3 separate regions of the Sus scrofa genome follow, and all the other regions are linked to region 2. The links are chromatin contacts, called in public HiChIP or PLAC-seq and promoter capture Hi-C maps. All regions are on one chromosome and are shown on one strand. The core of a region is the stretch at or near the end of the contact, and the rest is flanking DNA. Distances in the headings are between cores, read along the strand shown.

Region 1 (3,912 bases), core at 1,171-3,670, 200 kb after region 2:
CCATTGCCAGTTGCAGCCACTTGACCTCTGGTAACATGAGATCCCATCTCATTTTTACTTTTGAACGTTGGCCTTACAATCAAATGTAAGTTATATATATTTGTACTGATGAGAATTTATAATCTGCTTTAACAAAAATAAATGTTCGTGGTAGAAGCTTTTGGCCATGAAGAGCTATTCTTTCCCCTTTTCTTTATTAGCAAGTGAGTTTTGGTTCTTTTTGGTCTTGTTCTCTCTCCATCACGGCTGCCACAGATCTCTAGTTTAATGGCTGGAAAATCTTTTGTTGGACTACCATATTCTTCAATTCATACTTTAGGCTTTGGTTGTTCCTAAGTGCATCTCTAATGGCAGATTCTTGCTGCTCAAAGTATGGAGCAGCTGGTTAGCGATCCAGAACCTCAGCCCCACCCAAACTTAGCAGTCAGAATCTGCATTGGAACAAGATTCACATTCTGAGAAGTCTGGAGTCGAAGCAGTGATTTGCAACCTTGGATGCATGTTATAATCATCTGGGAGCTTTCAAAGTCCTCATGCCCAGCCCATACTCCAGACCAACTAAATAAAAATCGGGGGAGTAGAACCCCAGGTTCACTTTTTAAAAAGCTCCCAGTATTGGAAGTGGGTTGAAAACCTCTGGTCTAGATTGAGTTCTACTCTAACTTCAGCCTATGACCCTGTGACTCGTTCTACAAAGAGCTAAGTAACTTCACACTTCCTTCTGAGATGTTACCAATTGGCCAAATACTAGTTTTAACTAGAGAAGAGGGGACTGCAAGAAAGCAGCCCTTATTTTTCCAAGTTGTATAGCAAAACCAGCCATGGTAAGTGAAAACAGGCCTCCATTTTTTTTCGCAGCATATAGAGGTTCCCAGCCTAGGGGTCTAATTGGAGCTACTGCCAGCCTACACCACAGCCACAGCAACGCCAGATCCTTAAACCGTGGAAAGAGGCCGGGAATCAAACCAACAACCCTCATGGTTCCTAGTTAGATTCATTTCTGCTTGCACCACAACGGGAACTCCATTTTTTTAAATGGAAAAAAGGTCTGTGCCCTGGCCCGTTTCTTTTGTTAAATGAGAGGTAGACCAAGAAATATCACTTGCCCATGACTCAGGATCTCTTTTCTAGTCAGTGTGCTGGTAATAAAAGTCACCTTCCCCTGTAATGCCAATCTTTCCTGAGTCCCAGAATGACCTCTGCTACTAGGCCTGGCCAGTCCTCTGGAAGACTTGAACAAGGTTAAAGTGGAAAGGAACTCAGGGGCTCATTGAAACTGGGCCTCTTGTTTTAGCAGCAAAGCATTAAGAGGCTCTGAGAGAGGAAGAATGACTTCTTCCAACTCGGACCATTTCAGAAACTACTTCCCTGTTACTACATCATCCTCCCCTCCATTGGTACCCCCCATCCTGCTGGTGCTGTTTTAGTTTTTTTTGGTTTTTTGCCTTTTAGGGCTGCACCTACAGCATATGGAAGTTCCCAAGCTAAGGGCTGAATCTGAGCTACAGCTGCCAGCCTACACCACAGCCGCAGCAATGTGGGATCCAAGCTGCCTCTGCGACCTATACCACAGCTCATGCTAACACTGGATCCTTAACCCACTGAGCAAGGGCAGGGATTGAACCCACATCCTCATGGATACTAGTGGGATTCATTTCCACTGAGCCAATGACAGGAACTCCCTGGTGCTGTTTTAAATAATAGACTGGTTTTTATCTGGCAGCAGGTACCTTGCATCACAGATTCCTGCTTAAGGAGGAGAGGCTCCTCGGTCCCTGCGCGGAGCGGGCCCAGCTCCCATGGCCCGGCTTGTCAGCCTCGGGAGGAGGGCTTCAGCCTCCTGGTGAAAGGAAAGAGCTTTTCTAGTTCTTCATATTCAGCTGGTGATGCACCAGTTGCTCTTTCATCCTGGATCCCCATCCTGAGCCTTTCATTGTATCCCCTTTGCCAAGAGCTTTCACACCCACCAAGCTGGTAATGGTGCCGCACAGGTGAGATTGGAAGCTGGTTGCTGTACTACCTAGAAGGCCGGGAGAGATTGAGCAATGAATTGCTCTTTGGACCCCACATGAGATCTAGTCTAGCAAAGAATGCTTCTTTGACACAACAGGAGCTAGTGTTCCTGTATGAGATAGGAATTAACTTTGAGATCATTAAACCCCACCACCACCTAGCTTTATAAATGAAGTGAGAACCCTGGTTTGCTTTCAAACACAGTGAATTGATTCTATATAACTGAAATTCTGGAGGGAAATTATCCAAATAGATTCTTGACAACTCAGCAGGCAGCTATGGTTATTAAGTCAGGGAAGCAGACCCTGCTGAGGACTGCCCAACAGCTGGAGCAGCTTTGGACAGGCCAGTTATCAGGAGGATAACTGCCTCTGCCAGCCAGACGGGGGAGAGCGAGAGCCGGTCTCCCGCGCTCCTAGCCCTAGACGTTGTCTCGGAACTGGGGCTGCAGCAAGCCTTCGTCCTCGCTGCCAGATGGGCTGAGCGGGAGGCTGGAAACGAGAGCAGCTGGCACAGCAGAAGCTGGAGTAGTATTCATTGCCGCAGAGCTGGGCCTGCAGGATCAAGTCGCAGTTGGCCAGCTCTGGCTGGTCGACGCAGTCCCTACTGGGGTCCTTCGGCTGGGTGGCCAGTGCTGCAAGACAGTGAGGGGAGTGGGTGGTAAGAAAGCCGTGTGTGCTGAAGAAAACTCTCACCTACAATCTCATTTCCTACAAGGAAAGCAGCACTGTAACTGCCGGCTTCCGAGAAGGGTGCAGTTCCTCTAACCCTTTAACACCTGTAAGTATACCCCCAGGGGGATCCCTTCACCCGCAGCTGGCCTTGCTTCAGCAGGCAGCTTCCACCCGGTGCTCTCAGATTCCAAAACAGTGACTGACTGGGTGATTAAACATCTCTGGACGTTAACTCCCTGCCCTGACCATTGAGACCTAAAGAGCTGGACAACTGCCTTGGCCTCTGGGTTGGGAAGAGGAGAGAGTAGGATCATTCCTACACACATTTCTGAGCTGTCTTCTCTCTCACTGCTGGTTTCCTCCAGCCTCAAGAGTTCTGTGCCTTTGACAGCCCCAACACTTCCCCCGGGGAAAGCAGTGAGGTCATAGGAAGACAACCTGACACTGCGTAGAGCACAAAACACCGGCTGCCTTCTGCTCTGAATTTACTTACTAGGAGCTTCTTCTGTATCTTATAAATCCCTGTGAGTTTCATTCTGCTGCTTCATCTTAGGACTGCCATGGCTAGTTACCCTCCCTCTTCTTTCTAGAAGGGGCTCTTATGACAGCTTGACTCAGGCCTGAGCAGCACCTCCCTGAAAATCAGACCTCATGGGACTGGGCAAAGCCTACTCCACGCTCCCTCCCCAAATACAACTAAAAGACCATACCAAACCAGCGAACGGTTTTACAAAGGCTTGATACATACAGTATGACAAGAGTACAAACGACCAACATTTACCTAAAGAGTAAGAAAGCCATTTATGCTTATTTTTAATTAAAAATCATAGCTTTGGTATCAACTTGATCTCAGCCGCTGCAGCCCCTGGGCTTCTCACACCGACATTGGGCGTGCTGAGTGGCATCCTGGCTCTCACACTAACAGCTGGGGGACTTTGGACAAATTGTCACTTAGCTCTCCGTGCCTTGGTTTCCTCATTGAAATGGAGATGATAAAAGGAGCTGGGATGTAGTAACCATGGCTAAAATAAGGGCACTTAACCGGCCCCAGAGCCTCCCTCATTCCTGCTCATCTAGAAAAGTGAGTGACCCTTTATGTTTTACCTACAATACTTTCTCACCAAAAGCTTTTAGGCAGAAAGCTTGAGAGATCCTCACAGTGGCAGTATGTCCCTTACACCAGAGTGACGCTAACACTGATTCCAACACACCACCAAACCATGAA
Region 2 (4,138 bases), core at 52-2,551:
GCTGAAGTTGGGACTGGATGTCAGGGCTAGTTCCTCAGTCGGGACCCGCGGTCGGTAGACCCGCCAGAGTTTCCTACCTTCCAGCTGCAGCACGAAAGCCTCAATGTCGTCGTAGTGGGGGGCAAAGCCCTGCGAGTTGGGGGGCGTGAGGTAAACGTTGGAGCCTGCCATGCTTCCAAACTGCTCTTGAAGCACAGCCAAAAACTGCCACACGGTGGTGGAGAAAGCCTGCGGACAGAGGAGGCGCAGGGAGCAGCCGGCCTGGTACAGGGACCACGCGGCGGCGGGCAGGGCGCGGCCGGGAGGGTTCAGAGTCTCGCGCCGCCCGTTGATGTAGCGCGCGGCGTCCAGGTGCTGCCCGAACTGGACCTCCTCGTTCCGCAGCATGGAGTCCAGGTCTGCGGTAGAGAAGAGACCCTGGTAGTAGGTGTGGTCCTGCCGCCGCACCAGCACCGCCTCACGCTCCCACAGGCGCCGGTAGAAGTGGTCTGGCGGCATGGGCGAGATGAGCCATTCAAAGAGGCGCGCCGCCCGCCGCCGGCTGCTGGGGATGCGGTTCAGCTCGGCCAAGACGCGCTGCAGAGGAGAGTCCCAGGGCAGCTCCCCGTTCATGCTTTCCCCCTGAGGCCCCGACAGCGTCGCAGGAGCCATGGACGGCGGGGCGCCCGCCAAGTGCTGGGCAGAGCACAACAGGGTAGAGTTCTCCACCCCGCGGGCCGGCGCAGCGGCCACCTCCACCAGGCGCGCGGGCGGCGCCGAACCCGGCACTAGGCGCGCGGGCAGGGCGGGCCCCTCCATCAGCCGCGCCGGCGGCGTCTGCGCCTCCACCAAGCGCGCTGCCGGGGTCTGCGACTCCACCAGGGCTCGAGGAGTCTGCAGGGAGCGGGACGCGGGTGAGGCCTCCAGCAGCTCCGCGGGCCCGAGGTGGCCATATGGCTCCCGCCGGGCGGCATCCGGAAGGCCCACCACCCCGCCAGCCAGCGGGTCCACGGGACCGTCGACCGTCGACTCCACCCTCGAGTCCTCCGAGTCCTCGCTTGGCAGCGTCTGGGCCCTCAGCGCGGCCATGCGGGACGCGACACTTCTCCGCAGCTGCCTTCGGATCTTCCTGGGCCTCAGGGGCAGGGCCAGGACCGACCCGCTGTGTGGCTGAGGCTGGCGCCGGCGCCTCAGCCGCCCGCGCCTCAGCAGCCCTGCGCTAGCCCGGAGCCCGTCCATGGTCCGACCCTCTCCGGAGCAGACAGCGACAAACCGGCTCTTGCAGGCCGCGGCCGCCGTGTACTCTGGGAAGGGGGCGGGCCTCCAGCCGCACTGGGTTGTCCACGCCCACCATTCTTCCCCCTGGCGCCTCCCGCGCGCCGGGTTAGAAAATGTTAACTTAATTAAATGCCTGGCTTCCCCAGCTAGAGCACCTGAGTCCTTGCGTGATTAACCTGGTGTCTCTGTTTTGTGGGCAGTTTAAAAATCAAGTTGCCAGGGACTCCAGGAGAAAAAAGTTGGCTGCTTCACTCCTCTTTCGTTCTAGTATCTGCACTTTGCAGTGTTCCCCGGGTCTTCCTCGTTTCTGAATAGCATGTTCCCCAGCTGCATCACAAATTTTAAGTCATTGTGCTCCCACCACAAAAAAGAAGGTATGGGCTTTTCTACTCTTGTTCTTGATATCTGCCTTTCCCACTCCCTCTGGAATTTTGTTTCATTAACTACAACTTCTATCCCCAGAATCTCTTCTCCTCTGAACTTTATGTCGACTTATTATTATATCTGAGCCTTATTATATGTGGGCACTGTGGTAGGCATGAGAGTGCAATTGCTGAGAACATCGTCACTGTCTCCATGAAACTATTGTTGCTTTATACATAAAGATGACTTGTGTTCATTTGAATCATTTATTATAAATTCCCAGGAATGGAATTGCTACGAACAGGATAATTTTTGTCATTATTATAGGTTTTACCGAACTCTCTCAGAAAGAGTTCACAACCTTACAAGCAATTATAAGCATGTTAGACTACATGGTCTCTAGGGCCTTTTCTGTGGTTCCATTTGATCTTTCAATCCTCTTTCTCACTCACATTTCAATCCAAACACTTGGAGTCTAAAAGCTTTTAGATTTTACTCCTCTTAGGTGTTACATTTACCCGTTTTATTTCTCTTATGGTCTATTACAATGGTCTGCTACTTGGGGTGGATTTTGCCTCCCCAAGAAACACTTTGGGGGAGGAGGGTTGATGCTATAGCATCTCATGAGTAAAAGCCAGAGATGCTGCTGAACAGCCACAATGCAAAAGACAACACTCCACCCCCAACAAATAATTATCCAACCTGAAATGTTAATAATGCTGAGGCTGAGAAACCCTGGTCTATTACAAGTGGCCTCCCAACAAGTCTCTTTTTAACTTTAATTGCCCCCTGTGCTAATTTATAACACAAGTAAGGACAAAATTAGTTTTTTCAAAGTTCCTGGTGTGGAGCAGCAGATTAAAGATCTGGCATTGCCACAGCTGTGACATAGGTGACGGCTGCAGCTCAGGTTCCATCCCTGGTTGGGAAACTTCCACATGCCATGGGTGTCGACAAAAAAGAAAAGAAATTAGTTTTCTCAAGCTTTGGCCCCAAACCTACCATCACCCTACTCAAAACCCATCCATGTGCCCCAGGTCTTGTTTTTTGTATCCACTCAGCCAGTCTGTGTCTTTTGGTTGGAGCATTTAATCCATTTACATTCAGTGTAATTATGGAAGTGTGTGTTTATTGCCATTTTGTTAGTTGTTTTGAATTTTTGCTTTGGGCTCCCCTCCCCGTTCTTTTGCTGTTTTTCTCTTGTGACTTGCTGATTATCTTCAGTGTTGTATGGGTTGCTTTTTCTTTTTAATGTGTGTGTTTACTATAGTTTTGGGTTTGTGTTTCCCATTAGATTTGGATATGACCATCTATGTGTGTACAGAATTGTTTGGGATTGCAGTTCTCTTATTTTCAAATGCATTTTCAGTGTTCTGCACTTGTTTTCTCTTTTCCTGCATGCTAGTTTTGATATAATATTTGTCAATGGGTGATTTTCTACCTGTATATTATCTTTGTCTTTACCAATGAGTTTTCTCATTTGCAATTTTCTTGTTTCTAATTGTGGCTTTTTCTTTTCTGCTTAGAGAAGTTCCTTTAGTAGTTGTAGAACTGGTTTGAAGGTGTTGAATTCTTTTAGCTTTTGTTTGTCTGAAAAGCTTTTGATCTCTCCATTGAATCTGAATGAGAGCTTTGCTGGGTATAGTGTTCTTGGTTCTAGGTTCCTACCTTTATCACCTTAAATATATCTTGCCACTCCCTTCTACCTTGCAGAGTCTCTGCTGCAAGTTAACCTTATGGGCGTCCCTTCGTATGTTGTTTGTTGCTTTTCCCTTGTGGCTTTTAATATTTTTCTTTGTATATAATTTTTTTCAGTTTGATTAGTATGTGTCGTGATGTGTTAATAGCTTGTTTCTTATCTGTGCATAAATATTTCATTGTACAGATGTACGACAGTTTGTTTTTCCATTCACCTATTGACGGTTGATTCTAGTTTTTAGTAATTATGAATAAAGTGCTACAAATACTCATGTGCAGGTGAGACTTTTTTATCATGACTTCATTTTCTATTTCAAGCATAATATTCAAATAATATAATAAAATAATTGACATCTTGAAAATCAAAATTAAAATGATACATCCCATCATAACCAATTTATCTAATTTTTTTAAGAAATGAAAAACAAAGTAATGAATAATGTGTTGGTTATTATTACATAATTGTAATAATACAATATAATGTGTAACTGAAATTAGAAGTTATTTGAGAAATAAGAAACATGCAAAGTATGCTGTTCTTTCTGCAGACATGTAAGTGGGCATGTATCAAACTCTGGGGTTAGGCCTTTGAGATTAATCAAAGAATAGTCAAATATATAAAAATCAGAATTAATCCCATTGAATTCATTAGACATAATAAAATTTTTCCTATTTAATAAAAGAGGAAGATATATAGATACACAAAAACAAGTTCACCATTTGTAATACCACTACAGGTTTGCTCCCTGAAAATACACAATTCTGATGTATTCTATTTTGCTTCATTCCTATCAGAAAAGAAAAATATATGGTATATTTA
Region 3 (4,205 bases), core at 1,541-4,040, 180 kb after region 2:
CACCATTAAAATTATTTTAAAGATATACCTCAAAAAGATGTTTGTGTAATAGTCTAATTGGGCTAAGAAAATATTTCGCTGTATATGATAAGGAGACTAGACGAGGGACAGTCTCATTCTAAAATGACCTTTTGGAGTTCCTTGGTGGCCTAGCAAGTTAAGGATCTGATGTCATTGCCGTGGTCAGAGCACCGCTGAGGGGCAGACGTGGTTAAATGACTTTTATTTTTCCCACCTTCAAGTCTCCCAACCTTGAAGTAGTTTTACTTATTGCCTCCAGTGCTGAACTCTATAGGCTGTAGTTGTCCAATGAGCATGTTGAGAAAACTGCAAATTTAAATTTCTTACATGGATTTTCAGTGCCATCTGGCAGTCATTGATTAACTGTCTCCTATTCCCTACAGCAAATATTTAGCAAATTTGTTACTTCAACAAATACTTATTAAACTCCTTCTCTGTACCAGGCATTATGCTAAGCACTGAGAATATAGCATTACGTATGGAAAAAACCCTGCCCTCGTGGAGCTCACCTTCCTGCAAAATACTAAAGGTTACTTAAGTGTTTATTAAATATGAGCAGTTACTGTTGTTGATAGAGTGACTATTATCCCAGTTTGCCTGAACAGCCCCAGTATAACAGCTGTTTCTGGGCTTTAATAATGCCTCCTTTTACTTTCAAAGGAGTCCCTTTTTGGACAGTATATATTATTGAATCCCTATAATAATCCCACAAGGTATATGACATTATGTTGGAGGTGTCATTGTGCAGATGTAGAAGCTGAGGCATGGAGAAGTTAAGTAATTTGTTGTTGGTCATACTAGTAAGTGGCAGAACCAGAATTCAAACCCAAACACCAGCCTGGTCCCAGAGTTTTGCTGAGTCACTATACGATATACTGTCCCAATACTGCTATTGTAAATCTTTACTTTTTTTTTTTTTTTTTTTGCTTTTTAGGGCCGCATTTGCAGCATATGGAGGTTCCCAGGCTAGGGGTCTAATCAGAGACGTACCCGCCGGCCAACGCCAAAGCCACAGCCACTGGGGTCCAAGCCGCATCTGTGACCTACACCACAGCTCACGGCAACACCAGATCCACTGAGCAAAGCCAGGGATCGCACCTGCAACCTCATGGTTCCTAGTCGGATTCATTTCCACTGTACCACAACGGGAACTCCATAAATCTTTACTTTCTTACTCTGCCTCTTTACCTTTTTCTCCCTAGCAAAGTAAAGTAGGTGATCTCATCTCCTTTACAGATGAATTTGTGGCTCTCTGGAGTGAACTTCCTCAGTTTGTCACTCACTCCTTTACAAATCTATCTTTACTCCATCCCTCCATTTCAAGGAAGGGACAACCCTCTTCCCATCTAAAACTTGTATTCTAGCCTCATCCTATTTTGCCTCCTGGAGGACTGTGTTCTATATATTACTCTTCCCTTTCTTGGGCCTGCAGTCTCAGTACTTTACAGATAAAGAAATAGAAGCTCAGAGGATTACATAACTTGCTTAGCTTATAAATAGTGGCATTGAATTCAGGCTTATATTTGTCTTACTCCAAAATCCATTCCGTTTCTAGTATATCATGCTAATTTACCACAATTCTAAAAGGACCTCCCTTGATCCTCTACCTGTCCCCCCTTGCCTTATAGCTCTTTTTGTCTTTTTAGAGCCGCACTCGAGGCATATGGAGGTTCCCAGGCTAGGGGTCTAATCGAAGCTGTAGCTGCTGGCCTACACCAGAGCCACAGCAACGCCAGATCCAAGCTGCATCTGCGACCTACACCACAGCTCACAGAAATGCCAGATCTTTAATTCACTGAGTGAGGGATCAAACCCACAACCTCATGATTCCTAATCGGATTTGTTTCTGCTGTGCCACATTGCGAACTCCCAAAAAAAAAAGCTTTTTTAAAGAGAGCATTTAATATGTGTAGACTCTTCTTGCCTTTCATTTACTTCTCAACCCATTATAGTCTGACTTCACTTTTTTATTAGTCAAATCCTGCAGAGAAACAGAATCACCATCTGTTTCTCTCTCTCTGTTTTTAGATATCTCTTTCTATCTATACATATGTGTGTGTATATACATATATGTATATGAAGGGAAGGATTTATTTTAGAATTCATGCATGTGATTATAGGGTCTAGCAAGCCTGAAATCTGTAGGCAGACCAGCAGACTGGAAATTCAGGGAGAATTTCTACGTTACAGACTTAAGGTGGAATTCTTCTTGGGGGGAACCTCAGTTTTTAATCCTTAAGGCCTTTAACTGATTGTACGAGGCCCACCTATATTATCAAGGGTAATTTCTTTTACCTAAAGTCAATTGATGTAATGCCTTTATAGCAACCTGTAGACTAGTGTTTGATCAAACAACTAGACAACCATAGCTTAGCCAGTCTGACAGATAAAAGTAACCACCACAACCCCTGTCACTCTGTCTTGTCTTACTCGTTGCTAAGTCCAATGGGCACATTTTACATCTTTCCTTCCGTGGTCATTTTGCAACATTTGACATTTTGAACCAATTTCTTCTCAAAACCATTCTCCTTTCGTTTCAATGACCCTACTCTCTCTTCATTCTTCTGTCCCACTGGCTGTTCCTTTTTTTTAATCCCCTTTTTGGCCACACCTGAGGCATATGTAAGTTCCCTGGCCAGAGCCTGAATCTGAGCCACATCTTCGACCTATGCCTCAGCTGAGGCAATGCCAGATCCTTAAACCACTGCACCAGGCCAGGGATAGAACCAGAAACACCATAGAGAAAAGCTGTATCATTAGCCCATTGCGTCACAGTGGGTTTTTTTGCTATTTCACTGCCCATCTCCCAGTTCCTTAATTATTGATATTCTCTCCTGGCTTGGCCTTCTTATTACTCCCATGATTGATGTCTCCCAAAACTAAAATTTCATCTTAGAATTCTCTACTGAGCTTTAGATCTATATATTCAATTGTTTCAGTATTGCACAGACATCACAAACTTCGCTTGTCTAAAACTGAAATCCTATTCTTCACCTCCCAAACTTGCTTTTGCATCTGTTCTCTATCTTAGTTAGTGGTACCCTCTCCACCCAGTTAGCAAAGCTGGGAACCAGAGAGGAGTCTTCACCTTCTCTCTTACATTTACCATTTAAGACTTTCTCATCTCTCTCTGTCTCAGCCAAGAGAGCTAAACCCTCATTTTCTCTCACTTGGAATCTTGTCGTGGACTTTCTACCTCCTGTCAGTCTCTTTCCAACTCCTCTGCTCTGCCGCCCTGCTGCTGAAGTGATATTTTTTAAAAATACAAATCTGTTTAATTGTATTTAAAATTCTTTGCAAGTAGCTCCTAATTGCCCACAGAATTAAGATAGAATTCTTTAGCAGGTATCCCCGGCCCTCTATGGCTAGGCCTTTCCTGCTCTTTATCTCCCACTATGCCTCACCGACCCACCCTATTTTCAGGCCACACTGGAATGTCCTCTACCTCCACTGCTTCCTTGCCTTCCTACCTGGGGCATCTAGAAGCATTATTTTAGTACCCAGTTCAATCTTTTCTTTTGAATAACCTTCCCCAAGTTCCACATATAGATTTGACCATGCCTCCTTCTTGACATTGTTATACACTGTTTTTGGTTCTACTCCAGCACTCATTACTGTATTAATTTTTGTTTATCTGAGCATCACCTTTCAGTGGACGGTGAACTCTTCAAGTATTTCTGCTGCCTGGCATGTAATAGGCTCTCATCAGAAAAGTTGCAGTGGTGGAGATGAAGCCTGGAGTGGATTACACAAACACTTTCACTTAAATAAAGCCATGCCTTCTATGCTGGGTTTGGGCATGTACAGTGGAGAATGGTAGACATTTCTTTATCCTTCTTTGTCCCTTCTAGAGGCTGCTGCTCCAACTTTTAGTACCAGATTCCTTTTGATCTATACTTTTTTTGATATTCTGATACCTATTCTCAGCCTTCACTTTGCTTTTATTTTATTTTGCTTGTATCCTTGGAGTAGTAGAAATGAAGCTGATAAATTACTATTAGAAATGCCCACTGTCCCATTTTCTTTCCATCACAGGAGAAATCATACATCAGCTTGTTCTCATGTGATTTTGTGTGCCCAAAGTCTTCTTAGCCAGTAAAAAGAATTTATCTTATAAGGATAATAATTTTCCAACAGTTTTTTAATCCTCCTATGTCCCCAAACTGTCTCTATGCATTTAATGT

What was found. Promoter capture Hi-C pulls out the DNA fragments that hold promoters and counts their contacts. HiChIP or PLAC-seq counts read pairs in DNA pulled down with a chosen protein or histone mark.
Region 1: a contact with region 2 is called in a promoter capture Hi-C map of fetal liver, with 5 times the contacts expected there. The contact joins the enhancer-like site here to the promoter of RIOX1 in region 2. A contact is called at or near these places in 1 of 5 promoter capture datasets (fetal liver), 9 of 47 Hi-C or Micro-C datasets (alveolar macrophages, blood, embryonic fibroblasts and 3 more) and 2 of 2 datasets of contacts at active chromatin or transcription factors (alveolar macrophages and skeletal muscle).
Region 3: a contact with region 2 is called in an H3K27ac HiChIP or PLAC-seq map of alveolar macrophages. The contact joins the enhancer-like site here to the promoter of RIOX1 in region 2. A contact is called at or near these places in 1 of 5 promoter capture datasets (fetal liver), 32 of 47 Hi-C or Micro-C datasets (adipocytes, adipose tissue, alveolar macrophages and 16 more) and 2 of 2 datasets of contacts at active chromatin or transcription factors (alveolar macrophages and skeletal muscle).

What each region holds. Positions count from the first base shown.
Region 1 is chr7:96,620,514-96,624,425 of Sscrofa11.1, reverse strand. It overlaps PAPLN (papilin), which reads right to left. Exons shown (of 27, transcript XM_021099491.1): 27 at 1,939-2,647. The coding sequence ends at 2,367. It overlaps NUMB (protein numb homolog), which reads left to right. Exons shown (of 9, transcript XM_021099490.1): 9 at 1-156. Among named protein-coding and RNA genes, the nearest start is that of PAPLN, 38 kb to the right of the region's middle. Within about 2 kb of position 2,420, at least 23 of the 83 cell types and tissues checked have an H3K27ac peak or open chromatin away from gene starts, as enhancers often do. A contact at or near this core is called in fetal liver and liver, where this site is marked.
Region 2 is chr7:96,820,236-96,824,373 of Sscrofa11.1, reverse strand. It overlaps RIOX1 (bifunctional lysine-specific demethylase and histidyl-hydroxylase NO66), which reads right to left and starts at 1,301. Exons shown (of 3, transcript XM_021099492.1): 1 at 1-1,301. The coding sequence starts at 1,218. All of the region lies in intron 15 of HEATR4 (HEAT repeat-containing protein 4), which reads left to right.
Region 3 is chr7:96,642,831-96,647,035 of Sscrofa11.1, reverse strand. The region is part of intron 3 of NUMB (protein numb homolog); the gene reads left to right. Among named protein-coding and RNA genes, the nearest start is that of PAPLN, 60 kb to the right of the region's middle. Within about 2 kb of position 2,790, at least 1 of the 83 cell types and tissues checked has an H3K27ac peak or open chromatin away from gene starts, as enhancers often do. A contact at or near this core is called in alveolar macrophages, where this site is marked.